Regions from separate parts of the Hordeum vulgare genome. Here region 1 is linked to region 2. A link is a contact called in public Hi-C data. All regions are on one chromosome and are shown on one strand. The core of a region is the stretch at or near the end of the contact, and the rest is flanking DNA. Distances in the headings are between cores, read along the strand shown. Region 1 has its middle 63 kb from the start of LOC123447639. Region 2 holds the start of LOC123447639 (sulfite exporter TauE/SafE family protein 4).

Region 1 (5,479 bases), core at 756-3,255, 64 kb before region 2:
AGCTAAATGACCCTGAAATTGAAAAGAACTATAATGAACTCTGAAAATGTTGAAACTTGGCATGGTATCATCATTTCATCCACATAGCTTGTGCTAAAAAGTTGAGAGGGTTACGACAAAAACTGGATGCACTTCGTGTACAAACTGGACCATCTCCTTCGAAGTATCACAGTTTCGGACGAAAACCCATCTGCTAGAAAGATATTTTATTTTTTTTTACTTATTTCAACTTCAGACATTTTATGCATTTTGTGCATTCAATATAAACCATTCAAAACCACATCCTAAATTTCGACCCTTTATAACTTCATTTGCTATTTTTCATGCATTTAATGATTTTTTGACCTAAATGACCTTGAAATTGAAAAGCCCGACAAATGAACTCTGAAAAGGTTGAAACTTGGCATCATATCATCATTTCTCCCACATAGGATGTGCTAAAAAGTTGAGAGGGTTACGTCAAAAACTGGATGCACTTCGTGTACAAAATGAACTTTCGAAGTATCAGGGTTTCGAACGAAAACTCATCTATTGCAAAGGGATTTCATTTTTTTGAACTTATTTGAACTCCATACTTTTTGTGTGTTTAAAATACACCATTTAAAGCCACATCATAAATTTTCAATATTTTCTGACTTCATTTGGTATTTTTCATGCATTTACTTACTTTTTTGAGCTAATTGACCCTGAAATTAAAAAGCACTACAAATGAACTCTGAAAAGGTTGAAAGTTGGCATGGTATCATAGTTTCACCCACATGGCATGTGCTAAAAAGCTGAGAGAGTTACGATAAAAACTGGATGCACTTCGTGTACAAACTGGATCATTCTTCGAAGTATCAAGGTTTGAGACGAAAACCCATCTGCTACAAAGACATTTTATTAAAATGATTTTAATTCCATACTTTTTATGCATTTAATATGCACCATACTATAACATGTTAAAATCTACAGAAAGTACTAACTAAAAATAATAAAAAACAACAATTAAATAACTAAAACAACTATATAAGCAAAACAATATTGTTTTAATTAAAATCCAAATTTAAATTATTCTAAAAGTAACCAAATAAATCTTACTGTGATAACAATCTAACAGATGACTAGGAGAAAAAAGAATTAAATTAAAAAATATTTGTAAACTCAAGTTATTCACAATTTGGGTTTAAAGCAAATTTGAACAAATTCAAATTTAAACCATTCAAATTTAAAAACTAATTGCACAAGCAGAAACTAGACAAAATTTTGAATCTAATGCAAAAAGAATCACTCAAAAAAAAATTAAATATCCTAAAAGATATAAGCAATTTAAAACAGAAACTACAAACAAAAATAAAATTTAAAAACAGGAAAAAATAAAAATACAAAACCCCTTTAGTCCCGGTTGGTCTACCCTTTAGTCCCTGTTCAAGACATGAACCAGGACTAAAGCCTCCAAACCCTTTAGTCCAGGTTCGAGACACGAACCGGAACTAAAGGTCCCTTTTGAACCGGGACTAATGACCGACCGACGTCCTTGCCGTTCGAACCGGGACTAATGCTAACATTAGTCCTGATTTGTAATGGAACCGGGACTAATGTGTAAATTGAGTTGGGATGGAAGCCCGTTTTTCTACTAGTGTTGGCACCACGACGAAGCCAAGCTCCAAAGTAGATCCATACATGGCCTTTCGGATACGATGCATGACGCGTCTCCTCCTCATGCTCACCTCGTTTCGTCCTCAACGATATTGTCATCATGCGCGCTGTAGCCTGCAGGCGCTTCGGCCGGAAACAGCGACGTCCGCAAACAGCGCCGTACGCGCTACGCTCCACACCCTCTGGATCGAGCCTCTATCCATTCACATCAACGGTTGGCCAAGGACGGAACATGGCGATATATCGATCACCTCCCGATCCCCGAAACCGGCGACAGTCGACTCCGTCTGCAGCCAGTACGTGCTACGTACTACTTGTGCGAGGTAGAACCAGACGGGATCGTGTAATCATTCCATGCCAATACCATATGCGTCGATCGCTTTCTCATGTGTGCCGTCTGCCGTGTGAGACACCCCACGATGACACCGAGTATATATTATAGTACGAATAAACAAGAAGCCGGATAGAAGCTCACCAACGCACACGTACCTGCAACGGCGGTCCGCGTGTGCGTACGTGACGCTCCGTGGTTGGGCCCGGCCCCCGGCTCGATCGTCGAGTGCAGAGCAGGAGAGATTCCCCGCTGCAACGGCGGTCAACAACTAACATCCCTGATAGCAACACAAGAGGGAGAAAAAAGAAAGAACTGAAACGATGCAACTCCTCAACCCTGCTGCCATTGAGAAGTTTTATAGGCATGTACGGAGGAGATCCACTCAAGCGGATTGGAACGGCTTGAGGGTACGTAAGATAGTAGTTGGTAATTTTGACACATAGGATTCTTGATGATGTGTCTTCTAATAAATGAAGAAAGAGAGTAACGTTGTACGGAGTATGTAAATTAACCAACACCCTTGCACAAGCTCCAATGTAAAATGAAAGAGCACCTTATTTACTACCTCACATCTTATTAAGCAAACTAGATACTCCCTCTGTCCAAGTGCATATGGTATGCGCGTAGTTCTAGGTTGTTAATATAACTACTTAAATATGTATTATATGTAACAAATAATATATTATTAGATTCATGCGAAGATGTAGTTTCTGAATATATATAATTTTTATTGCATATAAAAAATATTTAACTAGTTAAATTGACAACCTAGAACTACGGGCATTGCCCTATACACTTGAACGGATGTAGTACAACCCATTAAAGTAGTTGTATGTTAAGATATTAACTGATGACATGACATATTTTACCAACAAAGTAACCAACAATCTGTTGAAGATGCCGTGAGGTGGCGCCTGGAGGATGTGGACGGCGGTGGCCTCCGCGCCCGTCGACCTCCACGCATCGGCAGGCGGCGAGGCCAGCCAGCTACCCGGCCGAGCCGAGGAACGCAAGTCGAATATGATCTCCCGTGACCCATTGATCACAAAATCCATGATAGCTTGATGACATGATCAGCGCGCAATCGAGACCGAGTACGATATCATCCGATTAACTGAAAGGGCACTGCTCCGGTTTGCAACCAAGTTTTGACATGTGCATGCAGCTTTTTCAAAAAATGGCATGGCATATGAAAGGCATGGCCGCCCGACGTGATTGGCGTCTGCAGTGCAGGGTGCCGCGGTCTATTTTTTTACTTAGCATTAAATAGCAGCAACCACCGATGGTACGGGCGAGCTGGTCCCTTGCCATTTCGATCAAATCCGGAAACCACGTAAGCTAAACTAGCACGTGATGTGCTCTGCAACCGGGCAGTGACATTACTCATGTACAGCACGGCAAGTCCGAATGAACATAATACACAAACACAAGGAGGTGGGTTAATCTCAATCACAAGGGAACCGGTTGAGTCGTTTCATATGGACTCGTAATTTTACCCATGCATGGATGACCCGATCAGTGGCGTCCGCCCCAATCATCTACTCCCGCCCGACGTGGTGGCGAATTTTTTATAACTAAGCATGATAATTTGACTTCGCTATCATTCATAAGGCGAACGAACGTTCCGAAACTCGTATTATATATCGTCGGAAAATCAACGTCGTACGTCCGCCTCAGTTTTTTGTTTGTGTAATCGGTCAGCATGTAATCGTGCGTCGTAGTCTTGTAATTTACCTCCACTGAAAATAATTAGGGCATACACAGAGTGGAGACTCACACAAAGATGACATGATCACATATGGGGTTTAATTAATAGTTTTTGAACGAAGGGTTTAATTAATAGTTAGTCGGGATTCGTGTGTTCGTTGAGCTAATTATAAGCTCGTCTCGTTCCACTCGTGGCTACGGTGGACTTCTGCCGTGCACACGCACTGGCATCCTGCCCGCCTGTCCACGAATGTCACGGGATGTTTTTACACCCGTGGAGGGCATCTGATTGGAAGATGACGATCCCCTGGGTTCGGTGGAGAGATTGAGATGGATTGAACTGGTTAACAAACAACTTTAAAGTAAAGTAGAACTCTGGGCCATTATGTTAGACAGACTATGTACGTACTACGTTTCTTTTGAAAACTACATAAAGTGCGCAGTATCACACCCAGCTTAGCTTTGTAGGCACGAAAGGTTCATGAATTATGCGTCCACATATGCTGGTGTGGGGTCTACGAGATCGTTGTTTTGCACCGTACTACTGTAGGACAATTGGACAGAACACCAGGGTTTTGTAATTATAAGGTCCATGCGAAATCAATAAATCAGTTGGGTTGTTAATTTCGACATTAGGCACATTTTTATTACTGGTCAAAGAACGCCAGAGAAATGAGGTACAAAACCCTACCTCTGCATTAATGTACAAAAATAATTTCATTGACATTTTTTTTCTAAAAAGAAGGATTACCCCTACCTCTGCATTAATGTGATGCATGCAGTCATATCATTAAATAATGATCTAACCAAAATGCACAAAGCCATACAAAGTCTCATGTGAAAATAAAAATAAAAATAAACGTAAAAACCACAACCGGCTAACCATAGAATTAGATGCCTAGCCACCTATTCTATTGTTGGACCGTCATCCAAATCGGTTGTAGGTACCCCGTGTGGCCGTCTCCCATCGGTTAGACCCACAAGTATGCTCCTTGGCTTTCGCACGCTGAGTAACAACCACATATGGATCCAGGAAGTTGCCCTCTAGATGACCGACCGCTGCGCCCATTGGGTATCTTCCACCAAGCTCCTAGACTCCGAAGCGTCGGTACCAATCAACACTTCCAAGAAGGGACATGATGATAACGACGCCGCTGCCAAGGGTTTCCCAGGTACACGGCGAGGAGGCATGAAGGTAGCCCCGACGCCCTCCAGGAAGGTCCGACAGAACCCACAGGCGCCACCGCGTCGGTTTAGGCAAGGCCGATAGGGATTTCTCCCGATCCTAACCTTCACCTCGGGCGCTCCGGAGCATGCCACCAAACAGTCCACCACCCTATGGCAACACGTTATCGAAGCTTCCACGCCGCCTCACCACGACACCATGAAGTGGGGCCTGCACAACAAAAAAGAGGAGTCGAGACTAGGGACAACAACACCATCAGCATGCAGGAGGGCCCAACCGCCACCATCAACGATGATAACCGACCAGACGCGACAGCAGGACCATACCAGACTCGTGGGCCCATAGGCCTGGCCGGGACTTCAGATGCTCACAAAGCTCCCGCCGCCGCGCTGCAGAAGGCACACCGTCGACGTCGCCATTCCCCGTCCGATCTGCTCCTCGTCCTCGCTACGCAGAAGACATGAAAGGCGCGCCAGTGGCCGGCCCGCTAGGACCCAGATGAGACCCGTAGGGCCAGATCTAGGCCGGGGGCGCGTCGCCGGCCACCCCACGACACCACACTGCCCCGCCGCCAAGGAGTAGCACCCCCACAACGCGTGTCGTCGGTTCGCTGG
Region 2 (5,989 bases), core at 2,353-4,852:
AGTTGGAGATAATTACATTCCTACCACCGCCACCCTTCTCTTTTTTCAAAAAAACAAACAAGGGGCAGACAGGTCATTATGCAATGTAAAACCTGGATTACAGTTTATATAATCTGGCCTCCAAACATGTCCACATAGATTATTTTTATAAACCAGATTATATAATCTATCTTCATAATCCAGATTATCATAATCTATTATGGTTCCAAACAGGGCCTAAAATACTGACTATTACCATCTACTATTGCTAATGGGAGGAAATAGGAAAGACATAATTCTCTCCTTCACTAACGGCAAGGTTCTGATCGAGGGAACTGAAAATCTTTTAAATCATGCTACCTCCTATTATGAAGATATATCGGGATCCGCCCCTGGTAATCTTTTCCATTTGTCTAATGATACTTCGAGTGACCAGGATAAGTTGTCTGATGACGCCAATGCTTTTCTCGTGGACATGTTTATGGAGGATGAAATGAGGGATGCACTCTTTTCTATGGAGAGTAACATGACACTTGGTCTTGATAATCTTCCGGCAGAATTTGATAAGTGTTGCTGGGATTTTGTCAAACCTATCATTATGTGCTTGTTTCATGCTTTTTCACGCGGGCACCCTTGATGTGACCCTGTCTCGGTCATGGGTTGATTACCTTGATTCCTATGCTTGGTGGAGCTAAAAAAATCTTCGTTCCTCCCCATCTGCTTACTTAGATGGCCATGTAAGGCCCTGTTTAGAACCAATCAGATTATATAATCCAGTTTTTATAATCTATTTTATCTTTAAACGGGACAGATTATGGTGTAGATTATAAAAATTAGATGAACAGATTATTAAAAACTCATAATCTACTCTACACCAGTTAAAATTAGATTATGGATTGATAATGACTCATTATCCTTGCAAAGTTGGAGATGATTACATTCCTACCACCGCCATCCTCCTCTATTTTAAAAAAACCAGAGGACAGACGGATCATTATTTAATGTAAAACCTGGATTACAGTTTATATAATCTGACCTCCAAACATGTCCATCCAGATTATTTTTATAAACCAGATTATAATCCAGATTATCATAATCAATTATGGTTCCAAACAGGGCCTAAACTTGTTACTAAGGTGTTGGGTAATCGTGTGCCCATGTTTGCAAATAAACTAAATAGTCGTCACCAAAATGCTATTATTAAGCATCAAAATATAATGCATGGTATCTTATATCTTCATGAGATTCTCCGTCATAGTCAAGTGAAGAGAAAAAGTGGGTATAGTTCCTAAAATTGACTTTGAAAGGGTTATGACAATATTAATTGGGACTTTTTGCTTGAATGTCATGAGATGCATGGTTTCAATGCGACTTGGTGAAACTGGAGTAAAAATATATTATATAATGGCATTGTTAGTATCAAGTTGAACGACTTAACTGGTCCCTACTTTCAAAGTCACAAAGGGGTTCGGCAAAGCGACCTCTGATGTCTACTACATAATTTTATTCTTGTAAACTTGTTGGGCCAAGTGCAGAATTTTGTAGGACAACAACATTTTTTTAAAGTGGATGACCTAAGGTCTATCAGCCTGTGTGAGGTGTACGATGAAGATGGCCTCTCTCAAACAATCATGCAATCAAATACAAGCAATTTCTTGTGCCCCCAACCTCATCGCCAGCAAACACCGACGAGTGAAGACGCCGCCATACCTTCACCATGGCACACCCCCACACCAGCCGCCACCATCAGCAAAGACCGCCAGCGGCGGCCGGCCCTCGCCGCCTCCGCTCGCGCCGCCCGTGAGCCGACGACCAGAGGAGCAACCCCACCTAGATCTGGAACAGCTGCCACCCCGATGCGTCGCCCTCACCGCCGCCACCGTGGCTCCACAAGCCAAGGGAGGAGCCCCTTGCACCATAGCATCACCGCGTGGAGCAGTTGAGCAGCGTCGCCCCCACGCTCGAGAACAACGACCGAGGGGTCCCGCCACCGCCGCGCCGTCAGGGCTTTGGCCCTTACACAAATATGTAAACATCATATTTATAACTGGAAACACAGATCCATATTTTCAATTTGTTTCCTATCTTTTCCGGTGACTGTTAGCCTATCCTGTTATGTATACGAGATTATTTGCTCTCTCATGCTCAGTTGTTTTACAGAAACATTGTAACACTAACATATCCTTTTTACTAATTCCATAGTTTATGATGATTGGCATCAGACACACCTTCAACATATACCAACTATATCTCATAAAAGTACGAAACAGAATGGTGTCGTGGAGGCGTGTATCGTGTGATGTATAACTCCGACAAAGACCATTTTTGGAGCTGCTAGCTTCCGTAAGGGCGTCGCCGAAAGAAAGTAACGTATCCCCGCAAAAGAAAGAAAGTGTTGCAATTAAAAAGATTGTACTTTTTTGTGGGAATTTAAAGAGAATATACTGCGGGCATCAACTTTTTTCGATCTAAAAAGAGTGTGAACAAGCGTTGTAGGAATATACCAAGACGACATGCCCGGAATAATAAGGGCATGTACAACAGGGTACAGTCAGCAAAATAGCTGACATGGGAGAGAGAGTTCTAGCGACGGCCGGTTGCCGCATACTCCCTCCGTCCGGTAATAAGTGTACATTTTCATTTTCTGTCAGTCAAACTAGTTAAATTTTGACTAACTTTATTAAAAAAGATGCTAGCATTTATGACATCAAATTAGTATGAATAGATTTATCTTTATATGAAGTTTTCAAATATATCATTTTCATGTTATATATGTTGCTACTATCTTTTTTTTATAAAGTTGGTTAAATTGTAAAAAAATTGACTAAGTAAAAATCTATATGTACATTTATTTGTGGACGGAGGGAGTATATCGCTAGATATAGCCGGATCTTTTCCCGTTGTACGACCGCATGGTTTACCACAGACCGCATCGTGGGTAGGAAATCCCTTACAATATGCACGCACGTTATGAAATTTTAGACCAGCCTAACGACAATCCATTGTAGTACTCCCTCCGTTCCTAAGTCTTTAAAGAGGTTTCATTAGTGGACTACATACGGATGTATATAGGCATACTTTAGAGTATAGATTCACTCATTTTGCTTCGTATGTAGACTTTTAATGAAATATTTTAAAAGACTTATATTTAGAAACGGAGGGAGCAGTTGTCTGCAAATGACGTGGAGGGATATTATAGACAACAGCCGTCTAATCTGTTGTAGATGCCCTAACAAAGAAACCCGAACCTAAAAGAAAACGTGGAGAAATATTTTCACAAGGCACAGCGTTTTGTTAAGGTAGCCTACCTATTTTTAGTTACCGTGGAGAAGATATTTCTCTTTTGGAACGTGGAGCCGTTTCGCAGCCCGTGTTCGCAACGCAACGCGAGGTAGGCATATCCCCCGCTATCCGGGAAGGAAGGAAACGTTTTATTTACCGCCTGCCATTCACGGCGCTCAGTCAGCGTGCCAGCCAAAACAGTCCAAAAATATTCGAGAAGGCGACGCCAATTCCGCCTCCTCCTTCAATTCCCTCCACCCTCCCCACATCCACCCCACCCCACCCCCTCCCCCCCGCCGCCTATAAGATCGCCAGGCGGAGCCGGGCGCACGCCATTTCCTTCCCCCCCTCCCTCCCCCCGCCCGCCGTGCTGCTACCCGCAGTCGCGCACCGATCTGCTTCGCCGCGCCAGTCTAGCCGTCGCCGCTCCCTCCCTCTCTCTGCCTGCCTGCATGGCGTCCACGCCGGCGGGCATCTACGGCAGGCTGAACAGGACGAGCACGCGGGCCTTCCTCGCATACTTCGCCGGCGGAGCCGCCTGCGCCGCCGCCCTCGCCTGCTTCGTCGTCGTCGCCTCCACCGCCGCGCCCAATGGCGCGCCCCGCCTCTCCTCCCGCTCCGCTCGCGTCTGGCCCGTAAGCTACCCCGCCCCGCCCCGCCCCCTTCGAGCCTAACCCCTCGCACGCTCGTGTGGTGTTTGTCGGCTGACCCCCCCGTCTCGCTTCAGGACCTCGAGTTCAACTGGCGGCTCGTGGTGGCCACCGTCGTCGGCTTCCTCGGCTCCGCGTTCGGCACCGTCGGCGGCGTCGGCGGCGGCGGCATCTTCGTGCCCCTCCTCAACCTCGTCCTCGGCTTCGACACCAAGTCCGCCGCCGCGCTCTCCAAATGTAAGCCGCCCGCTCTACCACCCGTCTCGACCGTCCGACGGGTCGATTCTGCTCACACGCGTGGAATTTTTGTCTTGCTTGCGCGCAGGCATGATCATGGGGGCGTCGGCGTCGTCGGTCTGGTACAACCTGCAGGTGTCGCACCCGACCAAGGAGGCGCCGGTGCTCGACTACAAGCTCGCGCTGCTCTTCCAGCCCATGCTCATGCTCGGGATCACCATCGGCGTCGAGCTCAGCGTCGTCTTCCCCTACTGGCTCATCACCGTCCTCATCATCATCCTCTTCGTAGGTTGGTGTCCTCGCTCGATCGATCGTGCTGCCACAACGTGCCGTTAATAATAAAGCCATGCCCTGACTTTCGTGCTGGCGGCCTAGCTCCTTTGTGTGCCTTGTCAGTCAGATCACTAAAGTGGACGTTTTTTTTGGCGCGTGATCAACTCCTTGCAGGAACCTCCTCGCGGTCCTTCTACAAAGGCATCCTCATGTGGAGGGAGGAGACAAGGATCCTGGTTAGTTCTTGTCACATTGGCCCTGCCCCTGTTACCTGCCTTAACATTAATAGGATTGTGTTGTGAACATCCTTGTGTGAATGATTGCAGATGGAGACACGGGAGCGAGAAACCCAGTCCAAGTCTTCTGGTGCCAGTGCTACCAACGATGGTACTACTAACTTTTTACTTGCATCGAAGTTTCCAGTCAGTATCCATTTTTCTCATTTTTAACATGCTGTAATTTTTTTACTCAATATCTGCAGTGGTTCTTGACCCGAGTTATGCAGAGCCTCTCCTGCCCCAGTCTAAGCCCACGCAGAAGTCTGGCCTGGTAAGCCACAAATACTTGCCACTTTGAACTCTGAGGCTTTTCTGACCTGAACATATAACTAAGATCGATTGGTTGCTGTTAGATACACCTTTCGAAGCAACCATATGATTAGGATAGTTTATCTTCCGAGGGTGACATGATTAGCGAAGTTAACACAGTATTTTTTATGATTCTCTGGTTTAGAGTAACTTTGGCGGATGCCCTTAACATGCAACAGCACAACAAAACCCCAAAAGTACAGCTTGTCAATTTGTGCCCTAATAATTGAGTCCATGTTTTTTTTATTCCAGGAGACTTTGATGTTCAACTTGAGGTGGAAGCATATCCTAGTGCTACTGGCTGTTTGGTCATCTTTCTTGGTGCTGCAGATACTGAAGGTCTCTTTCATATGCATCATGGCAGTAGTTCCATACTTTTAATGTTGTCTAGTTGATAACCTTTAGGAACATAAACTGATTGGATTTGACAGTGACATGGTTGTTTGTCACCCCCTTTCTCACATAAGCCATAAGTACAGTAGCAAAGCACATCTTACATGTGCTGTGTATGAAGTGTCCACGGTCAATTATAGCTCTTCAGCACATGTACATGTGGTTCTATTTGTCAGCTTTTACTACTAACTTCTTCAGTTTATATTACTACCTCGTGGCACAGCGAGGCTCCTGCTCTTCTGTTGCCATTTGTGCCTTAACCTTTTCAGACATATGTTGGCTAAAAGTTGTTGCTAATTTCTGTAATTTTTCACTCCTATGCAGAATAACTCCAAAACATGCAGCACTTTCTACTGGGTGATCAATATTTTCCAGGTGAGAATCACGATGCAGCCTGCCACTACTTTATAGTTGAACAATTAGATCCAATCTTGCCTTTTCACTTAAGTTGTACATTATGCTCAACGTTCTGTTTACGTTTGAGAGCATATCATTGCAATGGACATGCATATGTCTTTTCAAAACTCATGAAAAGTTTGGTGGACTTGCATGTTTAGACCATCCATCAGCTGTTTTTAAGGACCTCTT

What was found. A called contact is a pair of places that touch in the nucleus more often than the background predicts.
Region 1: a contact with region 2 is called in a Hi-C map of leaf, with 5 times the contacts expected there. The contact joins the enhancer-like site here to the promoter of LOC123447639 in region 2. A contact is called at or near these places in 4 of 6 Hi-C or Micro-C datasets (leaf and seedling) and 1 of 1 datasets of contacts at active chromatin or transcription factors (embryo).

Annotation. Positions count from the first base shown.
Region 1 is chr4H:23,947,312-23,952,790 of MorexV3_pseudomolecules_assembly, reverse strand. No RefSeq gene overlaps it. Among protein-coding and RNA genes, the nearest start is that of LOC123447639, 63 kb to the right of the region's middle. Within about 2 kb of position 2,005, at least 2 of the 3 cell types and tissues checked have open chromatin away from gene starts, as enhancers often do. A contact at or near this core is called in leaf, where this site is marked.
Region 2 is chr4H:23,884,834-23,890,822 of MorexV3_pseudomolecules_assembly, reverse strand. LOC123447639 (sulfite exporter TauE/SafE family protein 4) reads left to right here and starts at 3,602. Exons shown (of 12, transcript XM_045124249.1): 1 at 3,602-3,896; 2 at 3,989-4,148; 3 at 4,237-4,437; 4 at 4,596-4,657; 5 at 4,748-4,808; 6 at 4,903-4,970; 7 at 5,261-5,347; 8 at 5,726-5,776. The coding sequence starts at 3,714.